Linked DNA regions of Ovis aries: region 1 is linked to region 2. The links are chromatin contacts, called in public Hi-C maps. All regions are on one chromosome and are shown on one strand. Each heading gives the region's core, a stretch centred on a gene start, on an enhancer-like site or on the middle of the called end of the contact. The rest is flanking DNA. Distances are from core to core; before and after follow the strand shown. Region 1 has its middle 33 kb from the start of RBM20. Region 2 has its middle 14 kb from the start of SMNDC1.

Evidence for each region. A called contact is a pair of places that touch in the nucleus more often than the background predicts.
Region 1: a Hi-C map of mixed tissues shows a contact between it and region 2, with 3 times the contacts expected there. The contact joins two enhancer-like sites. A contact is called at or near these places in 2 of 16 Hi-C or Micro-C datasets (mixed tissues and skin fibroblasts).

Annotation. Positions count from the first base shown.
Region 1 is chr22:30,691,473-30,697,223 of ARS-UI_Ramb_v3.0, reverse strand. No RefSeq gene overlaps it. Among named protein-coding and RNA genes, the nearest start is that of RBM20, 33 kb to the left of the region's middle. Within about 2 kb of position 3,668, at least 7 of the 54 cell types and tissues checked have an H3K27ac peak or open chromatin away from gene starts, as enhancers often do.
Region 2 is chr22:30,432,091-30,437,920 of ARS-UI_Ramb_v3.0, reverse strand. No RefSeq gene overlaps it. Among named protein-coding and RNA genes, the nearest start is that of SMNDC1, 14 kb to the right of the region's middle. Within about 2 kb of position 1,885, at least 3 of the 54 cell types and tissues checked have an H3K27ac peak or open chromatin away from gene starts, as enhancers often do.

The sequences.
Region 1 (5,751 bases), core at 2,419-4,918, 260 kb before region 2:
CGGGCTTTCACTGCCGTGGCCCAGGTTCAATTCTTGACCAGAGAACTGAGATCCTGCAAGCTGAGCAGCATGGCCCCCCAAAAAGGACTAAAAACAAAATAAACAACACTCCAAGTGAATATGATGGTGAGGCAAGGCTTGGTGACACAGGTTTAGATTATAACTCCTTGGGATATGGGGTATTTGTACATTTCTCATCAAACTTCTAGCTGAATTATTCCCAATTCTTCCCCAGCTACCAAATTCAGCCCTAGAGTGGGCCAGGGTGGCCGCACAGAACACAGCTATCTCGAGCATCCACGCCCCCTTCTGTGTGGGGGAACCCAGTCAAAGGGAATCATGGCAACGATAGAAACAGACCATGGGAGAATCCAGAGGGGGTCAGCAGCCTGGGGTGTCCCAGGTCACGGCCCGCGGGCAGGTGGAAGGTTCATGGACCTTAGGAGGACCAACCTGGGCTGGGTCTGCCGCCCCCACTTAGAGCTGTGTCACGTTCGAGGCTCAGTCACGTTTTTTGGACAACAGTTCCTCTCTCAGGGGGGTGGTGAGGCTTGTCTACCCTTGCTATAGAGAATATAAGTCGCTGAGCACAGAGCCTGGCACACAGTAAATGCTCAGTAAGTGCCAGCTGCTATTATTGATCATTCATGCATTCCACAAACAACTTGTGGATAAAAATGGCAAAAATAAACAGCAAAACAGAAAATTAGACAGATGCGGTGTCAATGCTCATAGTGCACACGGGATGGAGGGTTTTAACGGGATTTTACTATAAATTCATACAAACAAAAGGTTTCTGTTTTTAAAGTGACAGAAGAAAAGAACCTGGGGAAAAGCACAGGTTTCAATTCAGATGAGAGTTCTGCCCTGGCTCCTGCTTCAGATTAAATCTGTTGGTGCAAGAATAGATTGTGGAGATCCCAGAAAAGGGGCCTGACTTGCTGAGACTGGAGAATCTTTTCAGCCTTGAAGAACAAATAAAACTCTTACCCTCGTACCCTGCCTTTGCAGTAGTAAAATCTTGGTGATCTAGAACTATTCTTAGTTCCCTCAACTTCCAAGTCCTCCTCTACCTCAAACGTCTCATGTTACTGCTTTAAAAACCCTCTTATACCTACAAAGTAAAGAACAACTAGGTGCATTTGAGAACCAAGAGAGGAAAGGGACAGTGTGGGGAGGGGCGTGGAATCACAGTCCTACCCTTCAGGATGCACGGGGTTGAACCCAGGCTCTCCTCCAGGAAAGCTGAGGTCTCAGGGGCATGGGGAGGAGGAGGGCTAGTGGTGGTGGCAAAGCTCAATGTGCAATCTTTGCCTTTTTAATACTGGGAGCTGAGAATAGGGTTGGGGACTTGAGAGGAATTGACAGTTAACTGCTAGAGAACTTCAGAATCAAAAGCACTTAGCCAGTATGCGCCTCTGCAAAAGATGTGTGTGTGGTACAGACTGTGGGGGAAGTTTTGGATCTGCAATTGCTTCCCGGGAACCATCTGAAGCTAGGGACTGCAGAACCCAGGATTGCGTTTCAACGAAGCTTTTTGCTTTTGTGGCCTGGCATCTCTGGGAGATGGGCTGGGGGTGGGGAATGAACGTAGCTGCAGGAAAAAAAAAAAAAAGCTCTGTGAATACACCTCAGATTTATAGACAGGTCGGAAACCACCTGGCCCAGAGGTGCTTTCACCCTGCTTTGTGGGAGGCCATTCTGCCAGTGTCGGTACCAACTTTGAGTTTTTAAAAGGGAGTCAGAGAGAAGGGATCTAGCGAAATAGGAGAGAGCAGGGCTCTCTACTCAGCTCCACCACTTTCTCTTTTCTTTTTTTAAATATTTATTTGGCTGCGTCACGTCTTAGTTGCAGCATGCAAACTCTTTAATTTTGCGGCACGTGGAATCTAGTTCCCTGACCACAGACTGAACCCAGGCCCCCTGCTTTGGAAGCACAGTCTTGGCCACTAGACCACCAGGGGACTCCCCCCACCTCTAACAGGAATTTTTCAGCAAGTTACTTCACCCTTATGGAAGCTTCCTTTTGTGCAGACTAGTTACCACCACCCGCCTCAAATTTATTGCCCTTAAGTGAGATGATAAAAGGGTCTATCTGGTATTTGTTGTTGTTTAGTCGCTAAGTCGTGTCTGCCTCTTTTTTGTGACCTCATGAACTACTGTAGCCCACCAGGCTCCTCTGTCCAAGTGACTTCCCAGGCAAGAATACTGGAGTATTCTTGTATTTCTTCCTCCCGGGGATCTTCCAGACCCAGGAATCAAACCCATGTCTCCTGCATTGGCAGGTGAATTATTTACCACTGAGCCACCAGGGAAACCCCTGTCTAGTATAGTAGGTAATTAGTTACTATTATTAACTCACACAAAGTTAAACTGTATAAATTCAATTCATGGCAAAGATGCTTCTGTCCCAAGGGATCAAGATGACCACCTGAAATCAAACTTTTTTTTTCCCCCCCACTGTGTTGCTTGCAGGATCTTAGTTCCCTGACCAGATATCGAACCCAGGGCCCCGGCAGTGAAAGTACTGAGTCCTAACTATTGGACCGCCTGGTAAGTCCCCAAACAATTCTTTTTAATATCCAGCCAAGGACAGAGGTTAGACAGCAGACACTCCAGGATTATGTCCACAAAAGAAAGAAAGCAAAACGTCACTGGGAAGACCTCGTTGGCATGCAGCTTCAGTTGTTTCTCTTTCTTGAAGGTTCCAGAGCTTTAATCTCACACTTGAGATGAAAGACAAGACATTCTTACCTCAGAAGTAAAAGACCATGTTGCTTATTTCTCTACTTGTACCTTAAAAACTCCAGGTCACTGTAAGGCCACGCTAGCGCCAGTTATTTGCATCAGAGTCATAGATGTAGCTTTAGCGGGGGCCAAGGTTAAGGTCACTGTTTGACTCCAGCTGAGGAACAGAAGGCAGGGCCGTGCGTGTGCACAAGCAGGCACACATGCTCCCTCACACCTGCTTCCCAAGAGGATGAACACTTTACTCTTCAGCAGTATGGAAACTGGACTTCTGGGAAAATCCGTAAGAGGGATAATAGTACTTTCTCCAAGGCTACTGGAGTGCTAAGAAGGTTTCTTAGAAAACCAACCAGCAAGTATTGTCATCATTCTGTGAAAGAATGTAAGAGACCCTGATTCTGACTCAGAGTTGTGTTGGAGGGATGATGATGAAATGGTAGACTGAAATGCAATGTCATAGGTGAAGCTGTTTACATTAAGGGATGCAAGGTGAAAGTCAGCAGCAGCAAACAGGGGAAACAAAGACAGTCTCTTCTGGGTCTACAGGATTCAGAAGTCACAAACAGAAAAAAAATCTGCTTTGAGGAGAAACAAGTAGGGCTATTGCAAGAAGGGGTTGCCATTTTGTTAACAAGATTCTGTTAAGTATCTGCAGCATAGCTTTCTAAATAGCAACAATACAACCTATTGCAAGCACTAGCCACCTTGGCTGAAGGCATCCAGTTTATGACTGAACTGCAAGCAGTTAACACTTAGCTCAAACTTCTGCAACAGGGAAATCTCAAAAATAGCACACCTCAACCTTCTCATTGCTCCTGAAACTCTAGTAATTAAGGAACTGAAGAGGAAACTAGTTTGAAAACTATAGACTGAAAAAAGGAGGCGTTGGCATGTGGGAAGGGCCCCCTCTAGTGGTTCTGGAAATAAATGAACTAATTTGGGATTTAGAATATCAGGAGCAAAGCACAGCTGCAGCAAACCTCTAACTTACCAAAAATCTTACGCAATCATTATTTCTAATTCTGAGGTGGCATGACAGATTCCTATTTTAAAAAGAAAACCTCTCCTAGCAGGTTTCTGCCTTAGAAGCAACATGATCCCTTCCCTATGTTACACAATAACCGCTTCTGTGGCCTTCAGTTCAGTTGCAGTTCAGTTCAGTCGCTCAGTCGTGTCCGACTCTTTGCAACCCCATGAACGGCAGCACACCAGGCCTCTTTGTCCATCACCAACTCCCGGAGCCAGGCAACATGCCAGGCACTGGTCTAAACCACACAGAATCCATAAAAGATAACATTCAAATGCTAACAGACTTATACCAGCCAATGTGATGACTTGGGGGAGTAAATATATCCACGTTTCCCTTGAAACCCTAATCTCTATGCTGCCTCATATCCCTGTGCAGTTACTGGCTGCTACAAGGGCTCTTACACCCAGGAGACTCTCTGTCTCTAGGAAGGGGAGACCAAGTGCCACAAGGTGGCAGATTTATGGAGCAACACTGGCATCTTTCATGCAGAGAAGACTGGCAGCCAGGAGTAACCCAGCCCCCTAGGATGTTCAGGGAGACAAGAGATCAGAGTGCACCCAAATAGGTGAGAGCTAAAGGAAAGGGGAGAAGGGTAGGGAGGGGACGGTTTTGATCAAACAGAAGATGGTGGTGACTCACCCTTTGAAATCCGTTACTGGGTGTAACATGGAGAACCAATCAACACTGTACAGAACAGCTCCCCTATTTTCAGTTAACCAGGGAGGACAAAGAGCTAATCATTCCATATTTCATGTGTTTAAAAAAGGTGCAAAAAATTAAACAGTTTTCTATCCTGAGAAAATTAAATTCCAGGGTTCTGGGTAAAAATGCTCATTTTGGGGGTTTTGTTTTTGGCACTGTTGCTGAAACAATCTAAGCATCCAACAGGAGATATTTAAGTAAATTAGGGTACTTCTGACAGAATTTTGTGGCTATTAAATTTTGTTTCTGAAGAGATTAAAGAGGAATGTTTCATATTGTATTACTAACTAAAAAGTTCAGGATATAAAATTATATACCCAGTATAAGCCTAACTGTAAAATTTTGCATGAAAATTTGAAAGAAATGCCCAAAAATGTTAATTGTGGAAGTCTGGCTGGTAAGGTGACCTAAAAATGCCATATTCTTCAAAACTACATGTAACATACACACTCTTCCAATCTATTAGTACTTTGTAAATAATAGTAAAATCTCAGAGTGGAAAAGTCAGAACAGAGAGAAACCCTTTTTCGATTTATGAATCACTGGCTAATTCCTTTGGTGAATTTCTGTCCTTCCTCTGAGTTTCTGGGTTAGCCAAATATTCCAGGATTTTCACATTTTTCTGTTCATTAAGAATAATTTATGAGGAACTCCCTAGTGGTCCACTAGGTTAGGACTCCATCCTTCTACTGTCAGGGGCCCAGGTTCAATCCTTGGTCAGGGAACTAAGATCCTATAAGGTGTGTAGAGAGAGACCAAAAAATTACATAATATAAAAATGATGAGATATAGAAAGGAAAATGGGTTTTACATTTATATTGTTTCACTGTTTAGGTGCTTACTGTTATAAACTCACTTAAGTCTCATTTACACTCTTGGGGAGATGCTTAAGATGAGCAAGTTCTAGAATGATGCCATGCCTATAACATCCCTGCTAAATTCTTGACTATGGAGGCTTGATTATATCAGGGCCAAGTTATAGATCATAAACTATATACCACTCAGTCTCCATTTGTTGCTGTTTAGTCTCTCAGTCAAGTCCGACCCTTTGCAACCCAATGAACTGCAGCTCGCCAGGCTTCCCTGTCCTTCACTATCTCCCAATTTTGCTCAAACTCATATCCATTGAGTCGGTGATGCCATCCAACCATTTCAACTTTTGTTGCCCCCTCCTCCTCCTGCACTCAACCTTTCCCTGATGCTTGGACTTGTCCAATGAGTCGGTTCTTCAATGTCCATTCAGTTCAGTTCAGTCACTCAGTCGTGTCCGA
Region 2 (5,830 bases), core at 636-3,135:
TCCTGAACCATGGACTTAACCTCATAGACTGTTCAGCCCCTCACCTCACACTGAGGGTGGGGAGGACTTCCCCTGAAGCAAGCGGACTGTGTTGAGGAGGGGCAGCCCTCTAACATACAGAGGTTCTGTTGAAAAGCAAGGGAGTAGGAGCTAGGGGCTGAAGGTGGAGCTAGGAAGCAGCCATAGCATTCAAGCTGTAATTTACAATGAAAGTTAGAGTTTAATAAAAAAAACAAAAGTGCCTGCCAACATATCTCTATAGAGAGCTTCACTGGTGGCTCACACAGTAAAGAGTCTGCCTGCAATGCAGGAGACCGGGGTCCGATCCCTGAGTCGGGAAGACCTCCTAGAGAAGGAAATGGCAACCCACTTCAGTATCCTTCTCTGGAGAATCCCATGGACAGAAGAGCCTGGAGAGCCCCAGTTCATGGGGTTGCAAAGAGTTGGACACCTTTGAGTGACTAACACTTCACTTCACTTCAACATATTAGCTCATGTAATCCCTACAATAATGGCAAAGTGGTAGCTCTCACTCCAGGGGTAAATCAGAATCACCCAGGTAGTGAGCCTGATTCAGAAGGTGTGGTGTGAGACTGGGACATGTGTAATTCCTGAAAGCTGCACAGGTGATCCTGACACCCAGCCAACACCGCACATCAGCACTGTAGGCAAAGCACCAGCACCCCCATAGGTGTGGGAATAAGAATTCGGTGAAATCTCTACCCTGGAAATTGACTAAATGTCAATTGAGAGATTTTGATATAAGTGCCAGAAGAGTTCAGGGGAGGAAAAGCTCCCTCTAAGCCAGTAAGTTGGGGAAGGTTACTAGGAGAGCGTGGGACCTCCAAAGATGAGTAAGACTTGAATAGAGACCCCAGGGAGCAATGTAGCCAGAAGGGAGCAGCATGAACCGGGGTAGAACAAGATGGAACACTTGTCAAATTCGTGTGTCACATTTGTCAGAGGACAGGCTGATCTCTGGTTTGTTGCCAAATTAGTACACGACAAAGGGAAGTTTTCACATTTTTCGAGTTTTCTTGTCTTGAACCAATGATTGAAGAAACTGAGGTTTGTTTCCAGAACTGGGTGAATCAGTGCTATCTGATACTCCTGATACTTTGCTGAAACTATTCCCCAAGCTTCCTCTTTGAACACAAAGGGGATTTTAAGAGGCAATGATTGGGGCTTTCACATACTTGTGTTTTAAAAATCAGAATAATTGTGTGGAAAAACCCTGTGAGATCACCTTTCTGCTCTACCCGAGCTGTGGTGGGGGACGAGGGAGGGGGTGGTACTTAATGATCATCTCAGAGAAGCAGGCATTTCCATTCCTTCTCAAAGCTAACACACATAAACCCAATAAAATCCAGCCAGGCTAGATTAGAAACAACCTGAAGAATATTGAGAACGTTTGTCAGTTGACTGGTAATTGGATTACATTTAAAGATTCAAATAGTGACATATTCAGAATAGAGTCTCCTTTGTCAATTCCCAGGCAAGAGGCTTGGAGCTTTACTGATATCACGGAAGGTGAGTCACACAGCACTGGCTCGCTCAGCAGGACTCAGACAAGCATCACCCACTCACTTGATGGAGGCACCTTGTGCATAGAAACATGAGGACAGAAATTGATTAAAAAAACAATAACACGCTATCATTACTCACTGCTTTTAACAACTTATTTTCCTACTTTGGTACACCTTTGCTGTTTCTACTTCTGCTGCATCTAAATTGTGCTTTAGTGAAGCCTACAGGAGTCTCCCTCGTACTAAAGGAGTTTCTCAGAAATAGAGACTTGGCAACAGACTTGCCATATGTGTCTTGGGCTGGATGCTCTTGAGGAATATTGACTCTCCCAGGGTTCAAGGGCTCTTTCTATGTTATTATTAAATGGATTCAGCGTGAGAACTCAGAGTAGGTCAAGAGGTATTTATAGGGTAATCTTAATATGGTGATTAGCTTTGGCAATGGGAAAAACAGAATATGTGTACACTTTTCAAGTAGAGGTCATATGATAAACTTTGTAAGAGAATGGTTATTGTCTGGGAGCTCCCAGGAAGAGAACGCCAGGCCACAGAGGGCAGGAGTGGCATAAGCCAGTGAGGGCAGTGTGAGAGCTGGCTCACCTGACTCCAGCTCTGTACCCACCCAGCTCTGGAAGATAGAAGGCGGAGTGGCAGCAAGAGCAGGGATGTTCGAGAGGACAGCTCAGGCGGGGATGGCACAGAGGCATCTCTTCAAAATTAATCACGACTCACACCTGTTCAGCATGGTGAGCCAAATCTTTCCACAGGTTCCATCTTTCCTGGTTCAAGTTGGTCTCTAAGTTCAGAGAATCACTTTCTTAGTATCAGTTTTACAGTTTTCTCTTCATGGTGAATCTGAAATCAATAATGCTGATGAGCTGGAAATGACCGCAAGCGAAATACAATGTTTGGAAGACATTTGGACCTTGTTTAGGCAGATGAGTTGCTTAAACCCAACCCATTCTAGATAGACCCATATGCTGCTACTGCTACTGCTAAGTCGCTTCAGTCGTGTCCAACTCTGTGCGACCCCATAGACGGCAGCCCACCAGGCTCCCCCCGTCCCTGGGATTCTCCAGGCAAGAACACTGGAGTGGGTTGCCATTTCCTTCTCCAATGCATGAAATGAAAATTGAAAGTGAAGTCACTCGGTCGTGTCCAACTCTTAGTGACCCCATGGACTGCAGCCTACCAGGCTCCTCTGCCCATGGGATTTTCTAGGCAAGAGTACTGGAGTGGGGAGCCATTGCCTTCTCCAGACCCATAGGGGGGTCTACTAAATCTAGGTTAGACGAAAAGACCCAAGAAATATGAATGATGGGCATGAATATCCTTCTTCCTCCTCTTCCCCAGTGTTTTCATGTTTCTGTTGGGTTATTTATCTGTTTTCTTAATGATACACAGGATTTTTTTTAAGTCACTTCTGACTCTTTGTGACCCCATGGACTGTATAGTCCATAGAATTCTCTAGGCCAGAATACTTGAGTGGGTAGCCTTTCCCTTCTCCAGGGGATACTCCCAACCCAGGGATTGAACCCAGGTCTCCCGCACAGAAGGCAGATTCTTAACAGCTGAGCCACAAAGGAAGCGATACACAGGATTTAAAAAAAAATATTCTGCAAATATTTTCTTGTGGCCTGCGGCTTGTCTTTAACTTTGTAATGCTACTTTTGGTTGTACGCATGATTTAAATTTTAATACAGTCATACTTTTTCAATCTTTTTGAGAATGAATTAACAGATTATTTTTAGGTGTATGTGCTGGAGGAGGAAGTTATCAAAGAAAATTCTTGACAAATGACCTTTCTTTTCTCTGTAAAATAAATAGAATCAACTCTTAATAGATAGCTGCAGAGTCCTTAAGCTTCCTCCTTCAGCCAACACATATGAACTGAGTCTACAGCAGATGCCTAGACCTGGGAGTTGGCCAGGTTGGGGGCATGGAGGCAGGGGGATGAGATGGGATTTCATACATGGAACCCTGCCTTACTAGAGCTTATCATCAGAGGACTAATGTGTGTTAGATTGTGTAGCTTTGATATACTTCAGTAGAACCTCAGAGGAAGGAGAAATGTCGATAAGATTGAGTGATTGTATATGGACTGGATCTATCAGGGAACATCATACGTCAGCTTTCTTGACTTCCTGATGGTGGCGGTGGTTTAGTCGTTCAGTCACGTCTGACTCTTTGTGACCCCATGGACTGTAGCCCACCAGGCTCCTCTATCCATGGAATTCTCCAGGTATGAATACTGGAGTGGGTTGTCATTTCCTTCTCCATAAACTAAGAATCGCAGAATCTCAGAACTGAAAGGAAAAATGGAAATGGAGGCTGGACAAAGTTAAGGTCTTCCTGCCGAAGGCCTCACAGCTAGTGAGAGGCAGGATCCACACTAGAACTACAGATCCTAGGTCCAGGGTGCTGTTTTACCTGCCAGTGAAGCAAGCTGTCGTGTTTTCCTTTGATCATAAAACAGAGATCCGAGAGCAATGCCAAAGAAAAACCAAGTCAAACAAGACAGGGCATCAATTACAACCAAAACAAGCCCACGGCCATTTACTCTGGGCTCGCAAACTGCTAGAAGCAGCTGTTATATTCACATCAAATGATTGTCTTATGAGGATACAGCAAATATGTTATCTTTTTTTCTTTTTTAGATGGGACAGAAAAAAGTAAAGCAGCTTAACCTGGGCCACTTTACAAGTCACAGCAAAAATGAGAGTAAATAAACATGTGCTCTGTGTTCAATATTTTTCTCTTCATAAACCATAAAACAAATGGCCACATATATCTGTAAACTGTAGTCACTTTCTCGTATCAGTTACAGGAGTCTTGCTCGTCCACACTCAGGTTAATTGGTTCTATTCACTCCGCCTGTGGAGCAAGCATCAAATTAGGCACCAACTCGGTAACACTGAAAACAACAACAAAAAAGAGAGATACTTTGATTGCTCATAATCAAGCAATTACAGTCAGGTTTTTCCTACCTAGATACTTAGCAGCAAACACAAAAGTAAAAATCACTTTCAACTCCCTGCAAAGAGACACATCATTAATTAGGATCAATCAGAAGTTTCTCTCCATCAAGAAAATGCCTCAAAATATTAATTCCTTATATCTTACTGTAGTAATAATCATATGTGGCAACTGATATTATGGGTCTATGTGTCAGAGAAATACCACAATGCTAATTACAAGAAATCTTTAGGATGCTCTCCAAAGTCAAATATAATGTTCACTGCTATCAAAAGTTTGCTTTTGATATCAAACTCCATGTTTCTCAAGGAGACCGAATTCTACTAGTCCCAGGCACACCTTGCCAAATGTAGACAATGCAAAGAACAAGATTAACCACTGTCCCTTAGACACGATGTCCTGTGTGTGTGCATGGTGAGTTGCTTCTTTAATGTCCCTATAGAGTAGCCCGGCTGGCTCCTCTGGCCATAGGTTCTCCAGGCAAGAATGCTGGAGTGGGTTGCCATGCCCTCCTCTAGGGGATCTTCCTGATCCAGGGATTGAACCCATGTCTCTTACATCTCCAACACTGGCAGGCAGTTTCTTTACCACTAACGCCATCTGGGAAGCCTGAGGCCCAAGAGTTGCTCCATTCTAAACACCAAGACTGAGCGACTTCACTTTCACTTTTCACTTTCATGCATCGGAGAAGGAAATGGCAACCCACTCCAGTGTTCTTGCCTGGAGAATCCCAGGGACGGGGGAACCTGGTGGGCTGCTGTCTATGGGGTCGCACAGAGTTGGACACGACTGACGTGACTTAGAAGAAGAAACACCAAGAGCCCAGGATGTTTGCTGCTGGATGCAAAACACTAAGGGAGCAGACATGGGAAACAAGGAGTTCTGGAAGCTGGTGAGCAGTCACCAAAGTCCCATCAGAACTGGGTTATTAAAGGCATTTTTCCAGGCAGGAAAGTGGGAAAGGCATGTGACGCGAATCAGACACTAGGGGCAAAGCAGCAACGCATGAAAGGAAAGGGTAGGTTCCTACATGGCGAGTATGGTCCACGCTCAGGCTGAGAAGCATGCTGTGACCATATTGCCCATGGCCTTCTATGCTAGGCTAACAAATGGGATGTTAACAAGCGGGTATGAGTATGTTTGGAAGATGCAGAAGGGTGGGCATGTGGAAGACCAGTCTGGGAGCCAAGTGTGGAAGATGCATCTTGGGGAAAGATTCCCAGTCTTAGGCGACTGCCTCAGCCTAGGTGAGAAATGATGGATGACAGCTTGGTCTGCAGCACTGGCACAGAGAAGAAGAAATACACCCAAAAAGACACTGAGAGGGT